Linked DNA regions of Mus musculus: region 2 is linked to region 1. A link is a contact called in public HiChIP or PLAC-seq data. All regions are on one chromosome and are shown on one strand. Each heading gives the region's core, a stretch centred on a gene start, on an enhancer-like site or on the middle of the called end of the contact. The rest is flanking DNA. Distances are from core to core; before and after follow the strand shown. Region 1 overlaps Enpp3 (ectonucleotide pyrophosphatase/phosphodiesterase 3). Region 2 overlaps Epb41l2 (erythrocyte membrane protein band 4.1 like 2).

Evidence for each region. HiChIP or PLAC-seq counts read pairs in DNA pulled down with a chosen protein or histone mark.
Region 2: a contact with region 1 is called in an H3K27ac HiChIP or PLAC-seq map of embryonic stem cells, with 3 times the contacts expected there. The contact joins two enhancer-like sites. A contact is called at or near these places in 1 of 484 Hi-C or Micro-C datasets (B cells) and 1 of 115 datasets of contacts at active chromatin or transcription factors (embryonic stem cells).

The regions. Positions count from the first base shown.
Region 1 is chr10:24,803,995-24,810,544 of GRCm38.p6, forward strand. It overlaps Enpp3 (ectonucleotide pyrophosphatase/phosphodiesterase 3), which reads right to left. Exons shown (of 25, transcript NM_134005.2): 7 at 5,860-5,939; 8 at 4,084-4,203; 9 at 3,452-3,561; 10 at 1,875-1,940; 11 at 405-477. Among named protein-coding and RNA genes, the nearest start is that of Enpp3, 29 kb to the right of the region's middle. Within about 2 kb of position 1,532, at least 12 of the 459 cell types and tissues checked have an H3K27ac peak or open chromatin away from gene starts, as enhancers often do. A contact at or near this core is called in embryonic stem cells, where this site is marked.
Region 2 is chr10:25,380,512-25,387,305 of GRCm38.p6, forward strand. All of the region lies in intron 1 of Epb41l2 (erythrocyte membrane protein band 4.1 like 2), which reads left to right. Among named protein-coding and RNA genes, the nearest start is that of Epb41l2, 24 kb to the left of the region's middle. Within about 2 kb of position 1,675, at least 51 of the 459 cell types and tissues checked have an H3K27ac peak or open chromatin away from gene starts, as enhancers often do. A contact at or near this core is called in embryonic stem cells, where this site is marked.

The DNA of each region.
Region 1 (6,550 bases), core at 282-2,781:
GTACGGTAGGCACCCAGGACACAGCACAGAAACTGGCAAGTGCCTTCACGTAAAATGTCCATGTTACAGTGCTGAGTGGCCATGCAGTATCTAGCCTTGAGGTTTCAGCATGAGAATTAACAGTGCCTCATCAAAGTCTCCATCGGGTTGCCAATCAAAGGAATTAAGGTATCGATAATTAGGCAGTTATCCTTCCTAGAACTTTTAACAATTTTATGATTGAACTATTAAACTGAAATATTGATTTTAGACTTTTAATGACTTGGTTTCATGTATTCCTTAAATGTGTGTGTTCAGTAGAGAGTTTTAAAATCCTGTCTTATGTTGTAGGTTAGGCCTAAATGATTTTCCATCTGTTGAGAAACAAACAAACAAACAAAACCAGCAAGAAAACCCCATCTTACTCCAGCACTGACTGGTCCACTCGAATGCCCTGCAGAATCAGGCTCTTCCACATAGATGGTATAAAAACTGGGTCTACAGGTAAAATTGAAACAAAGGGAGACATTAATAATTTGGGATCATGAGCATGCCTGCCCCCTCCCCCTCCTTATCCAGGCTAGAGGCCAGAAGATACATTTGACTTGAGTGCATTAGAGTCTCCTAATGAGACGTAAATAACACCTTTCCAGATAAAAGCACTACTGTGGCTCAGTTGTGAAACATCTTGTTTTTGTAGCTAAGACCTCTGTTAATGGGTCAGCCCTTTCTATGTGCTAGTGTCTGGCCTTTGACTGACTCTCTGTTCCTCTATCAGCATGTGGCTGCCGATGTGAAGTTTACCTGATGCTCTCAGTACGCTCTGACTAGTCTGTGACTCTGGCTCCTTTCAGCCTGGAATCTATCTATCCTCAGAAACAAGAACCAGGGCCTCTGTCATTCCTGCCCCAGTTCAGTATGGTCATGATATCTGTCTGCCTCTCCAACGAGGGACTGACTCTGTCTCTGTACCTGTTCTCAGAAATCAATCTTAGGAAATGCCCACTAAAAAGCAGTGACAATAGCTGGTTTAGTGACACATGCCTGTGTCAACTCCAAACACCACTCTCACCTCCAGGAGGATAGAGTTTACTGTGGAGCCAAATGTGACTGGCCATGGCTGCAGATTTAGTTTACCCCGAATTCTACGTTCCAACACAAAAGCAGATTGATGGAGCTCTTACAGTCACAGAACAGGGGAGGTCATAAATCAGACACTTTCAAATACATTGATGGGCAGGGGGTTACAGCAAAAAAATGGGGACAACTCTGCTCACAGCCCTAGAAGCTATCTGATAGTATTCTTAGCTCTTCAGTGGTTGGAAACTAGGGTTTTGTTATGCTAATATATTCTGATTTTTTTTTTTTAACATGTTAGTCACTGGATGTCAGGTCTGAGCTGGATAAGGAGTGGCTATTTAGAGGGCTACACACGGCTTAAAATAAATTGTAATTTGGCTCTAGACCTGTCTGACTCTCTACAAAGTGCTAATGAGTGAATCAGTCTTAGAGAAGGTTTCAGTTTGCAAGACATTTCTGGAAATGTCTGTCATAACTGTCGTCAGTCTCAGCACTCAGTAGGCCAAGGCAGGAGTATTGCAGGAAGTTCAAGGCAGCCTGGTCTATATAGTGACTTTCAGGCTGGCAGGGCTATGTAACCAAACCTCTCAAACTGCCAGAAGTGGCTGGGAGCAGGAAGCAGGAGAAGTAAGAGGGAAGACAGACAGACAGACAGACAGACAGACAGGGAAGGAAGGGAAGACAGACAGAAGGATAAAAAGGGAATTCCAAGGATTTTGTTTTGTTTTGTTTTTCACGGGTGCTAGTACAGAAGGTTCTAGTCTTAACCATATATACATCACAATGGAGCACTCTTAGACAGAGCTGTCACTCACCGGTCAGCTTTGGGCAGGTCCAGCCATTGTAACAGTGTTGTAATCCTCCTTTCATATGGGACAGAACTGAAATAAAAAGTTTAAAAAATTTAATCAAGTAATTCCAACATACTCTTCCTTAGGGGGAGGAGTCGATGCCTCATGCATCCATTCTGTAGTACAGGATCAAAACACTGAAAGGGGCGTGGCACGCTCCACTGAAAGGGGCGTGGCAGGCTCCACTGAAAGGGGCGTGGCACGCTCCACTGAAAGGGGCGTGGCACGCTCCACTGAAAGGGGCCCACTGTCAGAAAGACCTTCCACACACTCGTCTCATCAAAAAAAGGTCACTTTCTTTCCTTTTTACTTGTTTCTCCTTTAACTTTGCACAACTAAAATGAAAGCCGTTGATTATCAACAAGTCAAGTTGATAACTTGTAACTGTCGGCTTTTACTCATTATACATCACATGTACTAGTTGTCTATTTGCAAACAGTGTACTTTGAGGTAGAGGTTGGTCTCTAAGTATATCTATAGGGGATAATCTTGATTATGAATTGATGTAAGGGGAGCCAGTACACTGTAGGTGGCGCTATCCCTAGGCAGGTGGGCAAAGCAGCATCAGCACTCATCCATGGGTCTGCTAATGTACAGAGCATGTGTGCCAGGAGCCATTGAAATACTTGATGGAGTGCTGTAACTAGACTGGCAAAGGTACCTTTTGACTGATGATTGAGAATAGATCACAGGAGAAAAGAAACAGAAAGTTGGGGAGACAGGGGCCTTAGTAATACAGATAGATGAAAGTGCAGACTAAAGCTGTAAAAAAAGATTTTCAGGCCAGGCAGTAGTGGACACACATTTAATCTCAATACTCTGGAGCCAGAGGCAGGCAAATCTCTATGAGTTCATGGTCAGCCTGGTCTACAGATCAAGTCCTAGAATAGCCAAAGCTACACAGAGAAACCCTGTCTCAAAAACAAAACAAAACAAAACAAACAAACAAAAAACAAAACAAAAAAACCCAAAACCCTCAGACTGCGTCTTCTGTGAAAGTCAAAAGCATGGCTGACAAGCCGGGGAGTAGAGTCCCCAGGCCACGCCTTCTGAACTCTTTAAGTATGGAGAAGTCAAGGTCAGCACGAACAGGCAGGTGATCACACAGGCACCCATCCATTCTGAGCTCTTCACTCTAGATGTGATCAGCTGTCTCGTGCTTCTGCTTCTGTGGCATCTCTCAGTGACAAGATTTCAACCCAGAAGTTCAACCTTAAATAAATACCTTTCTTTCTCCTGTAAGTTGCTTTCCGTCATGGTATTTAACCACAGCAACAAAAACAAAACTACAACCGCAGACACAGTGCCTGCCACTGAGCTGAATCCAGAACCTGTATGATAGAAGAGAACTGACCCTCTACACACACACACATACACACACTTGCACAGATACAAACACACAAGCACACGCATGCACACATATGCACATACATACACAAACACACACACACAAATCAATCTTTAAGGCAAACAAATAAATGAGGAAAGCGGTCTACAGATCCCTGCCTAGTTAGATCCTTATGGGAAGGCCCTTTGCCTACTTGCTGTAATTCCTGTAGATGGTAGGGAAGGAGCCATTGACAGCCACATCTGATCCCGGCCAGTAGTAGCAAGCAGCTTTTAAACCTTGATACATTGCCGTTAGCCAAATCTATAAAGAGTGAAAGACAACAGGATAATTGTTTAAGAATGAACACTATAACCTCCTGCTAACAACTATTTTGACTGAGAATTTGTTCTTGTTTTTACAGTAAATTAAAATGTATGATTGGTCAATCTCCTCAACAATAGAACATGGAGTAAGGTAGTAACAGTTCATTATTTCTCCCACATCGATAGAATCGTGCGCGTACTTCTTCACCTTTGAAGGAATTGCAGAACAGTATGGGGGAAATTAGCTATCTTTTTGAGCAAAGTTGAATATGGGTCAGTTGATGATACAAGACCAAATGTCAACACAAAACCACCTCAGTAAGCAGCCATAAATTTAAAAAAAAAAAATCAAACCATTATAATAAATAAATAGTGGTAAAATCTTCACATCTTCAGCCATTAGAAACTACATGAATGGCGAGAAACTCGAGTAGACTGAGAACACCGAGCCATTGTTCATGAAAGCAGAGGCCAGGAGGCCAGGAGGCCAGAAGGCCAGGAGAGTGAGACTGGTACATACCGGCTGCCCGCTCCACCAGGCGGGATTGCTTTTCTCCACTGAAGAAAGGGAAAAATTCTTGTTGAGGTGCACGTCATACATGTTGTTGTCAATGATGCCGTGTGACTCCGGATACAAACCCTATAATTTTTAATCACAAAAATAAGATTATGAAGTATGCTTTAGTAAACGATAGGCAGACTGCAATAGCGACAGATCTCTACTCACACCTAGGAAGAACGGTACACTTTTCAATGGAACAGATCTGAAACTAAAGTGTCAGGAAGACGCAGCTTCTTACCCTCCATGTCTCTTGGCCTCAGCTGCAGCTAGCAGCAGATGGTTCGTTCTGACTTCACTGTTAAATGTTTAACTGTTACACTGTTAAATGTCCCCCAGAGGCTCGGTTGTTTTGACACTTGGCTCCTGGTGCTTACACTGTTAAATGTCCCCCAGAGGTTCAGTTGGTTTGACACTTGGTTCCTGGTTGAAAGTACTATTCTGGGAGAGGGTAGAACCTTTAGATCAGTGGTTCTCAACCATCCTAATGCTGTAACCCTTGACTACAGTTCCTCCTGTTGTGGTGACTGCCAACCTCAAAATTATTTCATTGCTACTTCAGAACTGTAATTCTGCCACTGTTACGAATCGTAATGTTAAGTATCTGATATGCAGGATACTTGATATGTGATCCCAAGGGGGTTGCAAACCACAGCCTTAGAGCCACTGCTTTAGAAGGTAAAGCCTCGATGGAAGAAGGGGGATATAGGTCACCAGTACAGGCCTGGACAGGAGGTGTGTTTATATATTTACTTTCTGTGCCTGTGCATGTGCATGTGTGCTGTGGGTTATGTACATGCTACGTAAGGGAAACACAGGGAGGTCAGAGGGCAACTTTGAAGAGTCATTTCTCTCCTTTCACTATGTGAGTCCTGAACACAGAACTCCTGTTCTCAGGCCCGTGTCAAGCACCTTGACCAGCTGACCATCTCGCCAGGCCTTGGAATTTTATACCCCTGTCCTACTTCCTGTTTTCTCTCTACTTCCTGAGTACGCGTGAGCACGACCAAGCAGCCTCTAGCTCCTGCTGCCGCGCCATCCACTGTGTCAGGATGGATCCCTTCACACTGTACTCCAGAATGAGCAGAGTGCTTCATGCTTAAATGGCTTTCTGTCTGCTATGTTGTTCTAGCAATGAGCAAAATAACTAACATACTGTGTAACACAAAAAAGCTAACATCTCTTGCATACTTAATTACCTGCTTGCTACCCATGTTTTTTCATTTAATGAGGAGAATCTATTTGCTTTGGTTGTCTTATCTTTTTTTTAAAGTCACTAGAATGAGTCCACTTATGAAACAAAATTTCATCAAGTAAAACTAGCAAATAGATTGATAGATAATAGATAGATAGATAGATAGATAGATAGATAGATAGATAGATAGATAGATATTTGTGTCTAGAATTTTCCACATGTAAGTATCAGTGCTTACAGAGTGCCACACTTCCAGCTGACTTCCAGTTAAGGAAAGAGCAGTGAAAAGATCCAGGAGAAAGGTGTTTCTCACATCTCACAGATTTCTGTGGCCTCACAAAGGTGAGTTAGCCTAATGTGAGGTGTGTGTGGTCAATGGATAGAGAACACCGAGCCATGCCTTTCTAGCCTGGATTCAGTGGTGCACTTATGAAGTGTGTAGCACAAGCTTGCCCAGTTCTTGCTCAATGTGTCCCTATCTGTGTAGTGCAGTCAATTCCCTGCCTGTGGCCTGTCAATTTTCCACTGATCCAAGCACTTACCGTGACAATGGTATAATGATTTGGGAAGGTTTTGGTGGGATACATAGCTCTCATATATTTAGAATGGATTCCACATGTTTCTGTAAGGCAATAGAGTAAGACATTAGGCAGGTGTTTATTGTGGATAACTAAATACCAGCATGTTTTCCAGAAACTAAAAAAGGGGTTAGACATGGAAAGAGGGTGGAATTCTGACCCTGAAACTTTGTCCATTTCTGGGAGTCAAATGGGCTTTTTTTTTTTTTTTCTGGGAAGAGTCAGGAGGCATCGATGTTAAACTTTGCAAGGCCATGTGGTTTCTGCTGTAGCAACTCAAATTCTATTCTTTTCGGGAATGCACCACAGGTGAGCCAATCCATACACAAGGAAACTCACTGAGATACAATAAATGTTACCGGTAGACATCAAAATTCAACTTTTACATGCCACAAGATTTTTCTTCTTCTCTTTTAAATCGTTAAAAACAATCCAGTTCTTAGCATATATGGAGTCAAATGCATTAAAGGCAGAGTTGGCTGAGGAGCCCCAACTTGCTGACCTTTAAGATAAAAATACCCTGAAATACACACTACTGGCAGTGCTTTCTCTTGGTTCCTCGCTTTATGTGTCTGATAGTTACAGTAACAATTTCTACCCAGAATTTGGCTCTCAGCTGCAGTTCCTACATTTAAAATATTGAGCATAACAGAAG
Region 2 (6,794 bases), core at 425-2,924, 580 kb after region 1:
GAATCTTCGCCTTTTCCATGGCTTTTCAGACGTGTGGCACACAGTGGGTCCTTTGTCTTTCCTTCATCAATGCTGATGTTTTTGCTAGTTTTGTCTATGTGTTTTGGTTGGTTCTCATTATTGGTAGCAGGTGGAGGGACTTGGATGATAAACTAAGATGATGTAACATGCCTTCTTACTGTCTGCCTTTTTAAATGAATGGCTTTTACCCATGGTTTTTAGGTTACTAGTTGCCTGGAAGCATTGTGATTACATTCCTTTCATATGTATTTTTTACCCAGATAATTTAAGTTATGGAGCTCAGAGACTTTCATCTCTACATCTATATTATGTATTTGTGAAAAAGGGAATTCAACATTTAATCAGAGCACTGCTATTTTTATAACTGTTAATTGGCAGAACTCTCGAACATTATCTTGTTTTTGGTGTATTATCTGCAGTCATTCCCACGGTATCTTCTACAGTGTGCTTATTTAACTGGTCTTGCAAAGGAACCTTTCCTCACTTACCCATGCCTTTGCTACTTGGTGTCTTTTATTTTGAAATTCTCATTTCATTATGTTTTCATAATGGCGACTTGTTAAAAAGACATGATGCCACCTCATGTCTTCTAAGACCTTTCCTTTCTCTGACTGGGTTTTACTGTTTCTGTGGTGTATTTAGCTCATCTTTCTGTATCCCTTATTTCTGTCAAAGTAAAAGTCTGTCTGAAGAATTCAAACCAGAGTAAACATTTTAGTAGAGTGTTTAACAGCCAGACCCATTGCATCATCGCAGGAACCATACAAGTCAGTAGTAATGAAGGTGATGATTTTTCGATTGTGAAATCATGATTTCCCCTTTTATATCATCTAGGAGGAGTGAAATTTTGGCAATACATATACGTCTAGTTCTTCATCCAACTTCTACCTAATATAGTATCCATTGGTGGTTTTTACCAGTTATCTTCCTGGAATTAGCAAAAGTTATAAAAAGGATTTTTAAAGAATTGGAGTCAAAATATACAAACTTTTTATCTTGATCTTTTTACAGCATATAGTTCAGTATTACAATTTTTTTTGTGATGTGCCGATCTTAACTGCACTGAAACTGTATATTCTAAAATGGTATTTGATGCTTTAAAAAAAAAGATTTATTTTTATGTGTGAGTGTTTTGACTGTGTGTGTATAGTGCACCCACCATGTGTATGTATCCTGGGAAGCCAGGAGCTGTCGGGTCCCCTGGAACTTGGGTGACAGGAGTTGTGAACTCCTATTTTGGTGCTGGGAACTGAACCCCAGTCCTAAGCAAGAGCAGCAAGTGCTGTTCAGCTGAGCCAACTTTCCAGCCACCTTAGTTAAACAGCTCTAACTCTCTTTGCTAAGTGGCTTTCCTTTATCAATGCGGGCTCGTTGTTTACCATAAAATAGTTTTAAAATAGGAAACACTGGGTAAATGTTTTAATTTTTTTTGCTTTATTGCATTTCGGAAGGGGGCTTAATAGTTAGACCCGTTTCTTTTTTTCTGTACTAATAGAAAAAGTTTTGGGCTTTAAATGTTGCCAGATGTTCAAGCGATTTCTACAGCCTGCGGCCTGTGGGAGGAGGGGGGAGTGGTCAGGCTGTGGGACCTGCGGAAGCAAGTTGCGTCCTGGGAGGGGTTACTCTTGCAGGCATGCTGGGAATCTCGGCCTCCTCTGTGCCCCTGGCTGCCTGGGGTAAGCAGCCTTGCTGGACTTCACTCTGTCAACTACCATGAGCTCTATTGTGGGCGTAGGAATGGTGGCGCAGACTCACTGTGGACCGAAACCTTTGATTGAACCTGTGTGCCAAAATTAAGCTTTCATCCTTACAAGTTAGTTTGTCTCAGGTATTGTCACAGCAGTGGAAAGCTAACCAGAAGCAGTCTGCTTCCTTCTTGAGTATTGTCACTGATTTAAGATTTTTTTTTTGGGGGGGGGGGTGCTTTTTTTTTTTTTTTTTTTTGGTTTTTGAGATAGGGTTTCTCTGTGTAGCCCTGGCTGTCCTGGAACTCACTCTGTAGACCAGGCTGACCTCAAACTCAGAAATCCGCCTGCCTCTGCCTCCCGAGTGTTGGGATTAAAGGCGTGCACCACCACATCCGGCCGATTTAAGAATGTTTATATATTCTGTGGATTTCAAGCAGTTACGCAGACATTTTTTTTAACCTTCTGAATCAGGGTCTTGCTGTTTGCTGGATTACACTGTGATTGGCCAGTCATTGTTTTTGTATGATGTCCAGGTTTCCTAAGTCCTTTTATTTTTTTCTTTTTTAAATTTAATTTTATTTACATTCTAGACGTTGCCCCTCTTCTTGGTCCCCTCCCCGTGTTTTTCAACCCTCCCCCCCAGAGGGTGCTCCCCCACTGCCCACCAGGATCCCCCTTCCCTGGAGCATCAAGTCTCTACAGGATTAAACTCATCCTCTCCTACCGAGGCCAGACAAGGCAATCCTCTGCTGCATACCTGCCTGGGGGGTCACTGGGTGGCTTTTCTTTCAGTCTCTGCTCCATTTTTATTCCTGAGTTTCATTTAGGCTGGAACAAATCTGGGTCAAAAAAATTGAAAATGGGAGGGTGTTCCCCTGCCTCAACAGGGGGTCATGTCTATCTACTGGAGGTGGTCTCTTCCATCTCCCCACTGTTGGGCATTTTGGCTAATGTCATCTCCATTGAGTCCTGGTAGTCTACATCCAAGGACTCTGGGACACTCTAGAGGTTCCCCACCCCCACTCCCAGTCCCCACCGCTGTATATTTTGATTCATTCTCCTGGCCCCCTGGGTTTCTTTCTTGTCTCTCCCCATACCTAATCTTGTTCCTTCCTTCCCCTTTCTGAGTCCTTTTACACTGGCTCTTTTCTTTTTTTTTAATTTAGAATACCATCAAATCCCCATTAGCTTTCACACAAAACAGTCTGTGATGTAAAGAAGTGTGAAGCTGAGTGCTTACACTGTGATGTTGCGGTAAATCTCCCAAATATGCCCGGCAATGAAAACCCAACCCAGTTCATATGATTACATGCTGTGCGCCTAGATCGGGCAGATTGGGTAGCTACACTACCATCTTCCACATCTCTGAGACCCCTTAGAACTTGCGGTTTCTCCAGGCCATGTGCTTCTGCTCTGCTTTTCTTCTTCTTCCTCCTCCTCTGCATCCTCTCCACCTTCCCTTTTATCTGCCCAATCATCAGCTCTCCTTTATTTTACAAACTAAGGTGGGAAGCAGGTTTAGAGGAAATCACCTGAGTGCTGACTCATTCCTTGTTCACAACCACTCACAGGAGAACGGAATTAACATCAAATATAATTAGCCCCAGGGTTAGCCACAACACTGATACCAACTTATCAGCACTTAGGAACTGGGTGAAAGTCCTGGACTTCTTGTTGTATGGTTTGTGGTCCTTTAATGCTTACAATGTTGTTTTACTATTTAGTCATGAAGAGTTTGTTTATTGGTTTTTTGAGCTAGATGTCATAATTTGTTCTTCCCAGGCCACTGATTCAGTTTGGAGCCATGAGAGTCCCAGCATCCTTCAGAGTCACAAGCCTGTCCTCAGAGGAAGCTAGGAGGGCTTTGCATGCTAACCTCTGCCTCTAACTCATCCTAAAGCTAGCTCAGCGCTCTGCCTGCACGGTCACCTCGTCATGCTGGATTGATTAATAATTAATTAATTATTAATTAACTGCTGAGAGTCTCTGCGGGCAGCTCTGTTTCCTCTGGTTGGCGTAAACAGGTCATATTTGGAGTTGAAATGTATGAGTTTGTACAGGACTGCTCAGTAATTGAATAGAGTCTTCATGAGCACATCATGTTTCTACACCTCTGGGTAGACAGTGTCTGACCTTTTAAAGCACACATTGGCTTATGACTTCCTTTCTTTTCCTGCAGTGGAGTTTAAGGTACGTTTTGTTCATTGTGTAGGCAAAAGTTCTTTCTAGCTTTGTAGGCTTTCTTCTCTGAGTAAATGTGGCTTGGTTTATCCATGTCCTCACCCACCGGTCGCCATCATGACTCTCTCGGTGCGCATTACATAGGAACCTCCATCGTCGGAGTCCTTTGAGCGCGTACTGCATGGTGGGCAGCAGTGCAAATAATACAGCTGCATGCCATGCTAATACAAACCAAATGCTGTGCTTTGAAAAGCCATTTCTTTTCCAAGAATAGAAACTAGTATAACGGAATTCTGTGCTTATTCTACAGGGAGTTAAGTTTTAAAGTAAATAAAAAGAAGCCATACTATACTTTAGTTAGAAATACTCTTCTTTATATGTTTAAGCTATGTCAGGTTTGTAAACTATAACATTTTTGTAACTATAAGAAACTTATTTTGTAGAGACCCAGCACTTTAAAAAATATCTAAAATTGCATAAACTGCAGAAACTGAATACTGTCATTTCTAGCAGATAAAGCTTTTCTGTGGCTAGTCCAGATGTGGCAGCAACAGGATAATATGAATACTTGGTTATTTCTTTCACATTCATAATACTACTGAATTGTGAATGAGTTCAGTTTAAGTTGTGCAGGGTTGTCCTTTGTAAGGACAGGCTCTTCCTTACAGGAAAACACAAGTGTCTGAAGGTTGAATGGCAGTTACTTTGTATATTACCATACAATGATTTTAAGCCATCTTACAGTTAGTACTTACGATAAAATTTCTTTTTTTCCTTTTTTAAAGGAGTTTTTATTTAATGTACGAGTATCTGCATGTACACCTGCATGCCAGAAGAGGGCCCAAGATTTCACTATAGATGGTTGTGAGCCACCATATGGTTGCCAGGAATTGAACTCGGGACCTCTGGATGGGCAGCGAGTTCTCTTAACCACTGAACCATCTCTCCAGCCCTGTGATAAAATTTCTTAAAAAGCAATTAGGGTCGGGTAAATTAAGACTTAAACGAAAACATACAAGAGAGTGTCTGCATGCAACTGTAACTGCGGCCTAGCATATGTGTTGAAGATATTCTGTTTATTTCATTGCTTTGTTATTTTATTTTTGTATAAAGAATACTATGCAGTTAATGACTTATAACCCTCCAAAAGTATTTGTTCTATAAAAAATAGCAAAACAGCTATACACATAAATAGACTATCTGATTTATTCCTGATTTAACTGTTATTCTTTGGAAATGCTTGTTGAAGGTTATTGAAGACATTTTCCTCCTTAAATCCTGAAATTCTGTGTGTGTATGTTTGAGTATGTGATGCATGTACCTGCACATGTCCCTGGAGGGCTTGGGTGGTGTTCCTCAAGTATTATCTATTCTTTTTTTAATGAGATAGGCTCTCTCACTGTCCTGCAAGTTGTGCTGGCTGACCAGGAAACTTTAGCAATGCAGGGTTTACCTCCCCAGTGCAGAGGTTACGAGAGAACCCCGTGACTGCCTTTTCCCTCTAAAATGTAGCTTCTGGGGGCTGGACTCCATTCAGCTCCGTCAGCTTGGAATGCAGACATTTTACTAGCGAGTTTCCTGATCCTTAGAGTTTTTACAGCATAAGACAAAGCCATTGTGTAAGAGGGCAGTCACTGTTATTAAGGCTGGAAGCTCGTAATCTTAGCCCTCCAGATGCTGAGGCCTGAGGAGTTCTGCAAGTCTGAGGCCAGCTTGAACTATTCTGTGAGACCCGTTTCAACAGAAAGATTAGTAGCTGAGACTTTTCTGAGTTCGATCTATCTCTTGAGTGACTTATATACTTCAGAGCCAATTCTTCCCTAATTCTTCCCTAATTCTTGGTCCTTTTAAAACGAATAGTTTCTGATTCCCACCAGTCGGCTTAGCTGCCATCTCTTTGTCACTCTTGGATGTGCACAGCATCTACCAGGTTCCATTTTAACAGCCGACTGTGCAGGCTTTTCCAGCTACTGTCTTTTCTCAGAGCAGCAGCCATGCTTTAGCCTGCTCCTAGTGATTGGCATGTGTTAGAGCACTCTCTGCGTATTTATGGAATGAATAAAAACTAGTAAATGAAACACAAGTCTTAATGAAGTTCAGATTATGTTATGGTTTGAATGGAAATGTCGCCGACAGGTTTATGAGTTGAATGCTTGGAGCCTCAGCTGGAGGCACAGTTCTGAGAAGCAGTGGAGACTTTAGGAGATGATGGGGCCTGTCTGAAGCAGTAGGTCACTGGGATGTGCTGGCCTCTTCCTCACTCCATTTCTTTTCTGCTTCCTGGGTGCCTTGGCGTGAGCTTCTTGCCATGGATGCTTTCCTGGTCATAGTGGACCAAATGCCAAGACCTGAGCTGGAGTATGCTGTGCTTTTGGTTGAGTGTGGTGCTTGTCACAGTGAGTCCAACACACACTGTTACTTTTCTTTCCTCGCTAGGAATGAGAGTGCATTACCTGACTTGGATGCTCCTTTTGCCATGTAGAAATTGTAGGTGCTGGTGGTGATGTGGTATGTCTTAGAGTTGAATGAGATAGGTTCTTAGCGGAGCTGGGTATAGGTGCTTTTCTCCAGAGGGCTTACTCAGCTGCCTTCTCCTGTATCCCTTCCTGCAGAGGCGGCCTCCTGTATTGTCTCCTCCCCTCTTGGCTGCTCTCAGTGGCATTCCAGAATCCTCTCCTATCACTTCCTGCCTAATCAGATGTCCTGTTAGTTGATTGCAACTATTTAGTATTCCCTGTCTGCTGTAAGCACTGGTTCTCAATCCTGGCAATGTTAGAACCATCTGGGGGATTTGAAAAGAGGAAAAAGGATGAGAATCTTAGACCTACCGGATAGTACCATGGCAAGGGAGGAAAGCGCTGAGGGGAAAGTGAGATCTGGGGCCCTTTCCAAGAGAATGAACCA